Linked DNA regions of Sus scrofa: region 2 is linked to region 1. A link is a contact called in public promoter capture Hi-C data. All regions are on one chromosome and are shown on one strand. The core of a region is the stretch at or near the end of the contact, and the rest is flanking DNA. Distances in the headings are between cores, read along the strand shown.

Evidence for each region. Promoter capture Hi-C pulls out the DNA fragments that hold promoters and counts their contacts.
Region 2: a promoter capture Hi-C map of fetal liver shows a contact between it and region 1, with 2.1 times the contacts expected there. The contact joins the enhancer-like site here to the promoter of CDKL3 in region 1. A contact is called at or near these places in 1 of 5 promoter capture datasets (fetal liver), 9 of 47 Hi-C or Micro-C datasets (alveolar macrophages, heart right ventricle, liver and 4 more) and 2 of 2 datasets of contacts at active chromatin or transcription factors (alveolar macrophages and skeletal muscle).

What each region holds. Positions count from the first base shown.
Region 1 is chr2:136,644,956-136,650,927 of Sscrofa11.1, reverse strand. It overlaps CDKL3 (cyclin-dependent kinase-like 3), which reads left to right and starts at 2,413. Exons shown (of 13, transcript XM_021084762.1): 1 at 2,413-2,552; 2 at 2,826-3,008. The coding sequence starts at 2,844.
Region 2 is chr2:136,780,458-136,786,429 of Sscrofa11.1, reverse strand. The region is part of intron 8 of JADE2 (protein Jade-2); the gene reads right to left. Among named protein-coding and RNA genes, the nearest start is that of SAR1B, 91 kb to the left of the region's middle. Within about 2 kb of position 2,354, at least 2 of the 83 cell types and tissues checked have an H3K27ac peak or open chromatin away from gene starts, as enhancers often do. A contact at or near this core is called in fetal liver, where this site is marked.

The DNA of each region.
Region 1 (5,972 bases), core at 1,164-3,663:
GAATATTTGAATATTCTTATTTTTACTTTTATTTGTTTGCCTCCCTGCCACAGCAATCTTTATTCTCCCACTACCTAAGGATGAAAACACACCAGTAGGGTTACCTATAGTGAAATGCTGAAAGAAACCTTTTTTTTTTTTCCCCTTTACTTTTTTGGCTTCCCTGAGGTATAAAGAGCCAGGGATAAGATCTGAGCCATAGTTGCAACCTGAGCCAGGGATAAGATCTGAGCCATAGTTGCAACCTGAGCTGCAGCCTTAGCAACGCCGCCAGATCCTTAACTCACTGTGCTGCGTGGGGGAATGAAGCTGTGTCCAAGCACTCCCAAGATGCCACCAATCCCATTGCACCACAATGGGAACTCCTGAAAGAAACCTTTTTAAAAATCCTTGTTAGTCATTTGTCCAGCAATTTATTATAATTTTCTATGGCTTTCTGAAATTTAGCCACTCTTGACAAATTCAAGTGAAGTTTCATTGAAGTCTTACAGCTTTACTGTATAAGCAAGAATCATACACTGTCCTGGTTGCCAGGCCTGCCATAACCTATTTGTAGAAAGAATAGTTTTAAAGCTATAATTTTATACTGTAGTGATTCTGTAGCTCTAGATTGTAAGCTCACAGAGGGCAGGGACTCTGATTCATTCTTTGTCCCTTGCCAATATAAAACCAACAATAAATATTTAATAAATGTGCTGTATGGCAAGTGTGGGTCCACTATAAGATTTACTGTGATGTTCGTATTCATAAGTGGAAAGTATTTTCTAACATGGTTGAGTAACTTTTCAAAAGGAAGGACAATTCTGAATATGTTGGTGGTGATAAGCAAAAACCAAGACCATTGCTCCTACCTCTCCCACACCTCTCTTGACATAAACCTTAGCAACACAGAAACGCTTGGGAAGCTTTTAAAATACCAATTCCTTTAACCTGACTCGTTTAAACTAGGATCTCTGGGAATGGGGCCTTTTAAAAACCTCTCCAGGAGTGACTTCAACTGTTCCTGGAGGCGCAAGACCAACTGGACTTGAATTTATTGGATAATTTGGCAATGCTTTCTCTTATTTAGGAGAAGCATAATGAGATTTGGCATCTTGCACTTAACTCTTTTTACAGAAAAAAGAAATGAAAGCCTAGGAAAGACAACATTCTCTGGGCACTTCTGGTTACATTCCTTTTTATCCATTAGAGATTGTCATTGCAGCAGAACCCATATCTAGTTCTTAACTAATTAGATAAAGGGTTTCTTTTTTTGGAGGAGGAGAAGGGTGGGTGCTATTATACGTCGGTCTGTTGCGGTGGAACCCTTTGAATTATTTGCTATCCTAATGAGGATCTTTTAGGGTTTTGATAAGTCGTAAGGGCATTTGTAAAAAGGAGGACTATTATGAGTTAAAAATACTTTTTATTTTTGTCTTTTTGCTATTTCTTGGGCCGCTCCCGCGGCATATGGAGATTCCCAGGCTAGGGGTCGAATTGGAGCTGTAGCCACCGGCCTACGCCAAGAGCCACAGCAACGCAGGATCCGAGCCGCGTTTGCAACCTACACCACAGCTCTCCGCAACGCCGGATCCTTAACCCACTGAGCGAGGGCAGGGACCGAACCCGTAACCTCATGGTTCCCAGTCGGATTCGTTAACCACTGCGCCACGACGGGAACTCCAAAAAAAAAATAATTTTTTTTTAAAGCCTATGGGGTGTTCAAGAAATGCTCTTGATTTATGAACCGTTTTATCCCCGTTTTAAGGATCAATATCTACAGCTGAAGTCCCAACTCAGGTCTGTGGAATATTAACGTAACTAGGTACTTAGAAAACTGTAATTGCACAAGACTTCCTTGGGTGTCTTCCTTTTAAAAGCGATCTCTGCCTAGGTTTACCAGGCATCATTTTAGGACCAAGCACAAGCAGCAGGTGTTCTCCCGCCGTGAGCGCATCTAAGAACCAAGTCAGAAAAACTTTCACCCTAGTTCTCCTTCCCTAGACGATTTACAGTCACCCAAGCGGGAGTGAAAATGTGGTCCTCGACCAACTCCTCTCGAAACCAACCTAGTGTAGTCGCCCCGTTCGACTAACTGCAGCTCGTATCTCCCCGCTCCACCCCCAAGGAAGCTTCGCGTTAGCTCCCGCAGGGAACTCCTTTCCGCCGGCTTTCACTTTCCCTTCCGGGTCGGGCCAGGCCGGTGTTCCGGTCTTGCGCACTAGGCCCTGAGTGGGAGGCCCCGCCGTTGCCATGGCAGTAGGCCCTCGGGAGGTCCAGGGCTAGCCGGCTTGGTCGGCTCCGTGTGCTGGTCCCTGGCTGAGTGAAACTGAGTGGAACCAGGCCAGCGGGACTATAGAATGGGCTGAGGCGGCGGCGGCTGCCCGGACGAAGTCGACTGCGGGGCGGCGGGCGTGGCACTGGTCCGGGACCCTAAGAACTCTGGTTTGAGGAGCGGACAGGCCCGAGGTTTTCTCGGGTCCCGGGGCCTGATCTGATCTGCAGCCTTGAGGGAACCTCATATTTGACGTGGGCATGACAGGACGTGTGGGGACCCCAGCCATGCTGAATAGGTGACATGTCCTGAGGGAATCATAAATCTTGGTGGGAATGACCGAGACAGCAGGAAGCTCCCCGAGTTCTGGTGAGGGCCGAAGCCCCCAAGGACACTTTACTGCCGAGCTGTCAGAGTTCCCAAAGACAGAGTCTGTGGAAAAGAGTCTTATTTTTTTCTGTTTCCCTATTTTAAAGTATGGGTTTATTGTGGAAATACATTGTCCAACTCGAATAAATAAAGTTCTAAATTTTTAACTTTTGTTTTTTTTCCTCCCTTTCTTTCTATAAAGAAGAAGCTGGGCCTGAAAATGGAGATGTATGAAACCCTTGGAAAAGTAGGAGAGGGAAGTTATGGAACAGTCATGAAGTGTAAACGTAAGGATACTGGGCAGATAGTGGCCATTAAGATATTTTATGAGAAACCAGAGAAATCTGTCAACAAAATTGCAACGAGAGAAATAAAGTTTCTAAAGGTTTGCTTCTTTTGCCTTAATTGCTCTCTGTAGGTCAAAAGATAAATTGTTACGGAGTAAAAGATTATGTAAGGAATATTTCATTTAACATATTTGGAGGTATAAATTGAAAAACTAGTGTGATAGCTTACCTTACTGTGTACATTTTGTAATTTTACAGTGATATTAGGTATATGTGTTTAGGTATAAAGTAACAAAAGCTATGCCAAAATATTGTGAAATAATTATTCAGAAACATCGAGATATAATACCTAATAGAAATGTCTGTTTTGTGCAAGGTTTTATGCCAGATGCTGAGACTATAATGAGGTAAAAGACCACACCTGCTCTTTGGGACTTTTATTACTTAATCAGAAAAACAAAAGAGCATGTAAACATACTAAATGTAAATGGCTCGTGATAAAAGTGATTAACACGAAGTCCTGTTGGGTAGGGAAGGTTTCTTGGAGGAAATGAAACATGAATTGGGCCTTAAAGGATGTGTAGAACTTAGGGAAGAGGGAGAGACTTGTATTCTAGGTTAGGGAACAGCAGAAGCTCAAAGAAGCTAAAGCAGGAGAAGGACAAGGAGCAGAGACATTTAGTATACAGAGAAGTAGAAAGAGGTGAGATTAGACAAGTACATTGGAGGTAGGTTTTGAGTCTTATCTTTTATGCTAAGGAATCAAAACTTGATTTTGTGAGGTGGAAAGTTTTGAATTCAGAAGAAACTATAAAAACCTAGTATTATTTTTTAAGACTAGATAGGAGGATTGAGTAAGTAAAAAAAAGATCTGCCGTGATTTTAATTCAGGAATCCTGTTAAAATGTGAGGGCCCTTGCTAGAATGCAGCAATTTGAATGGAAAGTAAAATTAGAACATAACATATTACGAAAGAAGACATGAAAGTGTAGAAGGAAACAGAAGAGGAGTTAATATATCTTCCAGGTTCAGTGATTGCTACCACCATTGATGACAATATGAAAGATCCCAAAGAGACATGATTTGGGTACTAGTTCAGTTTTAGAAATGTTGAATTTACGGTGATAGAAATACATTTGAGTAAAAATGACTAATAGGCTTTTAGAGATGAGGAACAGTATCAGGAGAGATCAGGACATAGGATAGAATTTCTTATAGGTGTGACAGATCAACCAGGATGAACGTTCCCAGGAGTGTAAAGAAATAAGCATTAATATTCCCTGGAGATTGAGTACAAAACTAGTGATTTAAAAAATATTTAAATATATATACATGTATTTTGTTTATTGGAATTTGTCTGTATACTTTAAAGTTCATAGTCTAGATGTTTTGTGTGATAAAACAGATACTCTTGTTCATTTTAATCTAATACAAAGTAATATTCTCTTCTTTCGTTGTAAGTCTTTATTAGATATGAAAGGTCAATTTGTTTTCTAAATGGAAGAACTATATTCGGCATCTGGGTTGTTGGAACTGCTCTATTTCTGGACAATGAAAAGGAAATTTTGTTTTGTTTTGTTTTTTGTTTTTTTAGGGCTGCGCCCATGGCATGTGGAGGTTGCCAGACTAGGGGTCTAATCAGAGCTGTAGCTGCCATTTGGAGCTGCAGCTGATGACCTACACCACAGCTCACGGCAACGCCGGATCCTTAACCCATTGAGCAAGGCCAGGGATCGAACCTGCAACCTCATGATTCCTAGTCAGATTCGTTTCTACTGTGCCACAACAGAAACTCCTGAAAAGGAAAGTTAATGTCAGTAGAGAGATGACATTTATGAAAGATACCTTTCCTTATCCTGATGACCTAAAACATAATCATACTGTAAGGCAACTGTTTTGTATCCTAAGTGAAAATCTGATTAGAAGGAGACATTTTCCCAGGCAGTATCTTTTGCTCTTTCTTCACATTTGTTGCATTTAAGCTGATTGTTTTTTTTTCTTTTCTTCTTCATTGTTTTGTAAAAATAACCAACATGGGAGTTCTTGTTGTGGCTCAGTGGTAATGAACCCGATTAGTATCCATGAGATTGTGGGTTTGATCCCTGGTCCTGCTCAATGGGTTAAGAATCCTGCATTGCTGTGGCTGTGGTGTAGGCCGGCAGCTGCAGCTCCAACTGAACTTCCATATGCCCCAGATGTGGCTCTAAAAAGAAAAATAAATAAATAAATAACTAATATGTGGCAGGAATACAGAATAATTTGAACATTTACTATTACAACTATTATAATAGATAGCTTAACTGCTTTTTCTCATTGGCTTACTTCTTATAATAATTTAATGTGATCAAATGTAATTACACAAGAAAGATTTCTTGGATTAAACATTCTTAATCTAAAAATACTGTCATAATGACTTAATTTGAGCTAAATTTTTACCTGCTAGAATTTCATTAAATAAATTATAGTTAGGCAACAAGGACTTAGTATATAGCACAGGGAACTATACTCAATATCTTTTAATAAACTGTAATGGAAGATAATGTAAAAGTATATAATATGTATATATTATATATGAGTTCCATGGTAGCTCCATCGGTTAAGTTTTGTTGTTTTTTTTTGTCTTTTTGCCATTTCTTGGGCCGTTCCCGCGGCATATGGTCATTCCCAGGCTAGGGGTCCAATCGAAGCTGTAGCCACTGGCCTATACCAGAGCCACAGCAATGTAGGATCTGAGCCGCGTCTGCAACCTACACCACAGCTCATGGCAACGCCGGATCGTTTACCCACTGAGCAAGGGCAGGGATGGAACCCGCAACCTCATGGTTCCTAGTCAGATTCGTTAACCACTGCGCCACGACGGGAACTCCCCATCGGTTAAGTTTCTGATGTTATCACTGCTGTACTTCAGGTTCAGTCTCTGACCCCAGAACTTCCACATGCCATGGGCACAGCACCTCCCCCCAAAAGTATATGTATATACACATATATACATGTGTGTTTTTTATATATGTGTGTATAACTGAATCACTTGACTGTACACCTGAAACTAACACAACATTGTA
Region 2 (5,972 bases), core at 1,105-3,604, 140 kb before region 1:
AAAGTGACTGAGCCAGGAAAATAGTGCTCGGGAGAAGTCCGCCTTAGGAGACCGGGCTCCTGACCTTTCGACTCCTCTGCCTCCGTGCTGCAGCCGGCGGCTCAGGTCACGGACTGCATGGGGCAATAATGTTCTGCCACCCACAGGTGCCCATCTTTGCTGTCCTCCGGGGCTTGAGGGGACAGAGGTGACTTTAACACAACTCTGACCCTTGCCTACATGTGGCCAACACAGCCCTGTCACAGGCGGGGCAGGAGTGGAGGAAGAGGTGCTCGAAATGCACGCACCTGTTTCCCCTGCAATGCTCTCCCTGTTTCCCCTGCAATGCTCTCCCTGTTTCCCCTGCAATGCTCTCCCTGTTTCCCCTGCAATGCTCTCCCTGTTTCCCCTGCAATCCTCTCCCTGAACTGCTTGCCTCTCCACTTCCAGCAAACAGGGCGCTTCCAAGCCAGGCTCTCCCATGGCTTAAAAGCAGCAGCTCTGGATTCAGGGAGGTCAAGTTCAATCCCACCTTCACTCCGCACCAGACATACCTCCCAAAGGACACAAACTGGATCTGGATTTTTACATACATCTCCTGAACTTAAAATGTTGGCAACTGATTCAGGATTTTTCAAACACTTCGACAGGGCCAAACTAAACACATTCGTGGGCCAGAATCAGCTGGTGAGTAAGTGAGAGCCGCATAAAACCCTTAGCACAGCGGTTGGCACCCCGTATGGGTGCTGGTTATTAACACCACGGCCGACTCAGGCCGGGCGGGCAGTCCTCCGACCAGGGCCCACCTGAGGGTGGGCTCCTCAGTGAGGCAGCGGGCCTCTATGGTGAGGAAGGTGCCCCACAGCGGGACACCTTGCCTGCCAATGCCCTGCTCGTCACGCGGGTTCCTGCTGCCCAGGACCAGTAACCTGTCGGCGTGCAGACCTGCACCCGCCCCCCAGCCAGCTCCCTGTCCAACCTGCCCTCCGTGAAACACCCCAGAGTCCTCCCGGGCAGGGTGTTATTAAAGGAACAGATTTTGTGGTGGCTTAATTGGAATAATAACTAGGTTTCAGAGGGAAGCCACCGCTTTGCTGCTTTCCTTTGAAACAAGTCTGTTCCAAAGGCCTCCCTGCCTCAGGTGAGCCTCTACTGCCAGTGGCTAAGAAGCCCCTCAGGAGGTCTGAGCTCCCCTGTGGGACAGCCCTTTGCCCCTTGGACCCCGTCTCCAACCCAGCAGAGGGGTCGGGGAGGATTCTTTTCCCAAAGCTGCACATCCCGGGCTGCACATGCAGCTGGGAGAGGGAGTGCCGAGATTCGGTCCCCACCTCTGGTTTCCCTCCCCCGGCTCCTCCAATCTGTCCCAAAGCAAAGGTCTGCTACGGGAGAAGCCCTCAGGGTCACAAGGTGCCTGCTTAGAGGGACAGAAAAGTGCTCCTGAAATCCTACCCCACAAAGGCAGCTGGGAAAGAAAGTGTCTCTGGCTCCAGCGCACTGGCACTCAGGCACCACCCCAGCTGGAGACACACACAGCTCTCCTTCGGGAGTGTGGCAGTTCTAGATCCCCCTCCACGAGCAGCAGCCCCACAGCCTCACTGTGCCTCCTCTGCCCCTCCACCCACCCTTGGCAAGTCCAGAGGGCGCTCCCCCCAGCACACCCCAGGAGTCCCCCATCTCTAGGGCCACCGCACTGGTGCAGGCCCGTCTCATCTCCCGCAGGACCCCTCATTCATCTCCCAGCTTCCACTATCATCTTCTTATAATCCAGGAGGCACACAGCAGCCTGAATGATCTTCAAAAAGCATGAATCAGATCATGTCATGCCCTATTTAAAATCCTTCAAAGGCTTCCTGCTGATCAAAAGACAACACTCCAGCTTCTGACCATAAGACCCCACATGACCCGGCCCCTGGCTCCCGCGTACTGACCACCACTCCCTTTCCCAGCGAAACTGGCCTCCCTCTAACAATCCAAGAGTCCATGGGTTCAAGACCTGTGCTCAGGTGTGCGCTCTGCCTGTCATATTCCATGCAGTCTAGGCCCGTCTGACTCTCCATTCTTCAAGTTTCAGCTCAGATGGCACAGAGGTTGATGCCAGCTGCTTTATTTACGGAAAGCCCACCGCCCTGTTACTCAGCTTCTTCAGAACAACCGTCACAATCTGTGTTTGTTGATCTACTTGTTGAATGTCCTCCTTGGGAATGTACATTCCGCCACAGTAAAAAGCACAACCATTTGGATCCCTGCTGGCGCCCCAGTGCCCCCTGGAGTTGCACCCAGCGTATAAAAGGGGCTTGGTACACATGGCGTGCTGGGTGTGCTCCTGTCCCCACCCTCTGGAAGTGTGGGGCAACAGAGCCCAGCCGGCCTGCTCGCCGCTTGCGGGAGCAAACACCCCGGCTCAACATTTTGTCCTGTTTGCACAGCCTGCCTTCCCCATCTTAACCTCACACATTTTCCAGGAGGCTTTATTTGGTTGGGCTCCTGGCTAATGATCAATGTCAACTCAGTAATAGGGCAGCAATTTGGTGGCAGATGTTTTCTTGGCAGCACTGGCCACTGGTCTGAGTGGGGGCCTCGGGTCTGGACTTGCAATACCCATGCCCAATGCCAGCCCCCTTTAAAGACCTCTCCGCAAATAAACTCAAATAAACACCCTGGGCCTCCATGAACGCCCTTCCAGCTGACCCTGGAAACAGTGGGCCTTTCAGGCCTGCGACTGCAGCAGCTCCCTGGGCAGTTAAAACACCCCAACCTGGCCTCCGGCCTCTCCTCTCTGGGGGCCACCAGGCCTACCCGCCTGCCACCACACACAGCAGGATTTCGTCCTCCTCCTTAGAAGGGGGGAGCAGGGGGAGGCTTTCAAGCAGGCAATTTACCATTCCAGACACAATCTTTCAAAGAGAAACAAAAACTCTCCCTGTCTGAGGCAGACCGCTAAGGCGTGTGTGTAATAAGATGCTAATACAATTTAATGATATTTCGGCTGGAAAACCCGTCCTCAGAGCCTGCTTGAGTCGGGAAGGCCAGACGTTCAGAAAACAAGAGTGGCACACTCTTAAAGCTGTATAAAAAACGGGGGTCAGAGCCCCACTCTTTCCTATCTCTTGTTAACTTTAACGCCTTCTCAGGGACACTAGCTGCCGTGGCAAAAATGAGTTCGTGACACACAGATGCTCAGATTTGCTTCCGCACGCACAGGGGAGCCTGAGCCCTCCTCCAACACCCATCACTGCCCACTGCAAGTGTCCCAAGGGGCACCCAGATCCCTCGAACACTATGCCCACACCCACCCTCTGCTCCCAGTTCTGGGGACATACCAAGGGGATCCTGGGAGACAGAAATGGGCTTTGTCTACTTTGTCCTTTGGCACCGTCTCACCCTACTTTCCACCTCAGAGAGGGCAAAGTTCAGTCCGCTCGCTCCCACGGATGGCTGCCCATTGGCAAGTGCAGGGTCCTCTGATCCCTTCTTTAGAGAAGGGAGCTGGCTCTCTGGCCTAGCCTGGAGGGAGAGATCAAAGGTCAGCTGCATTGGGTCCTCTCCAGATCATTCACAGCAAGCGTAAGAAGAGCTAATACCAAGCCAAGTGCTTACCACAGGCCTGGCTTCGGGTTTAGTCTTCTTCTTGCAACGTAGCACTTAATCCAGACACCCACCACGAGAGAGGTACTGTTATTAGGCCCAAGTGCAGATAGAGAAATTGAGGCATGGAGCAACTGCCGCAGCTGGTGACTGCAAAGCCAGCATTCAAAGCTAGACTGCCTGACCCCAAATAACGTTGTGGGCCCCCCCTCCCCGCCTCCACCCCACCCCCGCAGGGGCCAGAGTGTGCAGTGCACAGGCCTACGAAACCAGAATCTGGCTGGGCTACTCCGGATTCCTGTGGATTGTCTGAGAACCCTCTTGGGTTCCTGAACGCTGAGCTACGCAGTGACGTTCCCGTGTGGAGGACAGGACAAGCCAGGCAGCCCCCTGCCCCCCAACTCTGCCCTGGCCTTCCGGCAGAGAACCCAAAGGGAGAACTGTGAGGCCCACAAAGAGCCTGCCTGCTGGATAAGCTGGGAAGAATTTGGACTGGAAGCCTCTGACTTGGTTCTTGGCTGTAAAGACAAGTACCTCGGCGTTAACGGGCACAGCGATTCACCAGAATACCCTGCGCTCAACCTCAAGAACGTGGAAACCAGGGTTGAAAGCCTGACCTCAAGATTCTGAGAGGACCTGGGGGTTGGGGGTCAGCAGTGCCACCTCAGCTGTCAATGAAAGCTAAGTGGAGACTTCCGACAGCCTCTTGGATCAGGGCTATTGGCTGTTTAGCCAGGCAATTTAGGGAAAGGAAAAGCATGTTAGATGGGAAATGTTCTGGAAATATTTGCTGCATCCTGAGCCCAAACAACTCGACTCTTAAACACTTCAGCTCCAAAAGTGCTGGGGAGACCCTTGGCTAAACAGTTTCAAAACCAACATTCACTGCTCTGGCTGCCTGGGGCAAGGACTTCCCTCCGGGAGGCATTTGCTGTGGAACCAAATGCTTTTCCACTCGAAACAACAGCCAACAGCACTTGGGACAACCGAGAGGCCTCCAGATCAAACAAACATCCCTTTTCTTCCCTACCACGCAAACTTTCTCAATAAATTATTCGCCCACTTCGGATCAAAGCCTGTTTTTGCAGCCTATGACCTAAAAAGCAAATAGCATCTCTTAAACATGAAAGCCCTCCTCCCTGCCTGGGTTGGCTTTATTACTCATTCCTTCCCTTTACAGTTATTCTGTTGTTATTTTCCTCCTCTGCTTGTTAGATCGCTCTGCGAGTCCCAACCCGCCTGAGGAAGACGGGACAGGAGAGATGGTGCCATCACTTGGGGCTCTAAGGTGGGAGAGGAAGTGGAGGTAGGGGAGAAGTCAGCACCCTAGGAACCCAGGAAACAGGGCCAGGTCTGGTTGGCAGCTCCCTGCCCAGCTCGTCTGCCAACTGTCCTACTGGGAATTTTACCAGTAAAGGGCGGGAGTAAAAGCCACCTTAGGAAGAGGGGCCAGGGGGCCCTACCACCACCCAGGCCCAAGACTCAGTGTGCAAACCTAACCGTCAAAGGGACCTCCTGAGAGCTTGTCCAGTTTCAAAGCTCAGGGCTCCTCCCCCTTGCAACAAAGGCAAGGTGGCAGGTCAGTCGTGCTGCCTCAACTCCTCAGCTCAGACTGCAGACACGATGCCTCCTGACGACCTCCTGCAAACTCGGACCCTAAATGAAACTTTGTGTCTAGGAACACAAAGGGAAGGCGGGAAGGGGGTAGGAGGGAATGCTAAGCGCAGCAAGAAGGTTTGGAAATGTGCAGAAGCCAGAGGCGCGGGATGCAGGGTACCCTTGGCACCGAGCAAAGGGAAACGCAGCCCACCCCGCCCCACCCGCCTAGGACCTGAGACCTGCGGCCAAGGTGCTAAGGAAAAACGTCCCGGCCCACAGCAGAGGCTAAGACGATCGGGAGGGGGTGGCGCGGGCCTCCAGCCTGCCCCTAAAGGCAGCCTGCGGGACAGCAAGCTGGAAGCACGCCGGCGCGATTCCGACCGAGGGAGCCGGGAGGAGGAGCCGGAGGTGGCTGCGGGGGGCTCTGGCCCAGGCGAAGGAAGGGCAAGAGACGGTTCGGACCGGGGGTGGCGCCGGGAGGTGGCCTGGATGCCCGGGGCTGGGGGAGGGGCCTAGGGAGCGGGTGAGGCGAGTCGAGCCCCTTGGGGCGGGGTGGGGGGGTGCAGTGTGAAGTGGCGGACTGGGTGTGTGTTGGGGGAGGGTGGGCGTCCTGGCCCTCTGGAAGCTACAGTGAAGGCTTCCTGCCTGGTTCGCAGACATTCCCCTTTTCTGACATCACAGCTACGAATCACCGAGCTGACCCCCTCTCGTCCTTTGGCCTGGAGAAGAGAGAGTCTCAGGGCTCGGAGATAAGCGGGAAGGCACCGGAGGGAGCCACAAGTCTGCACCCAGGCGGGGAGGAGGCGGGC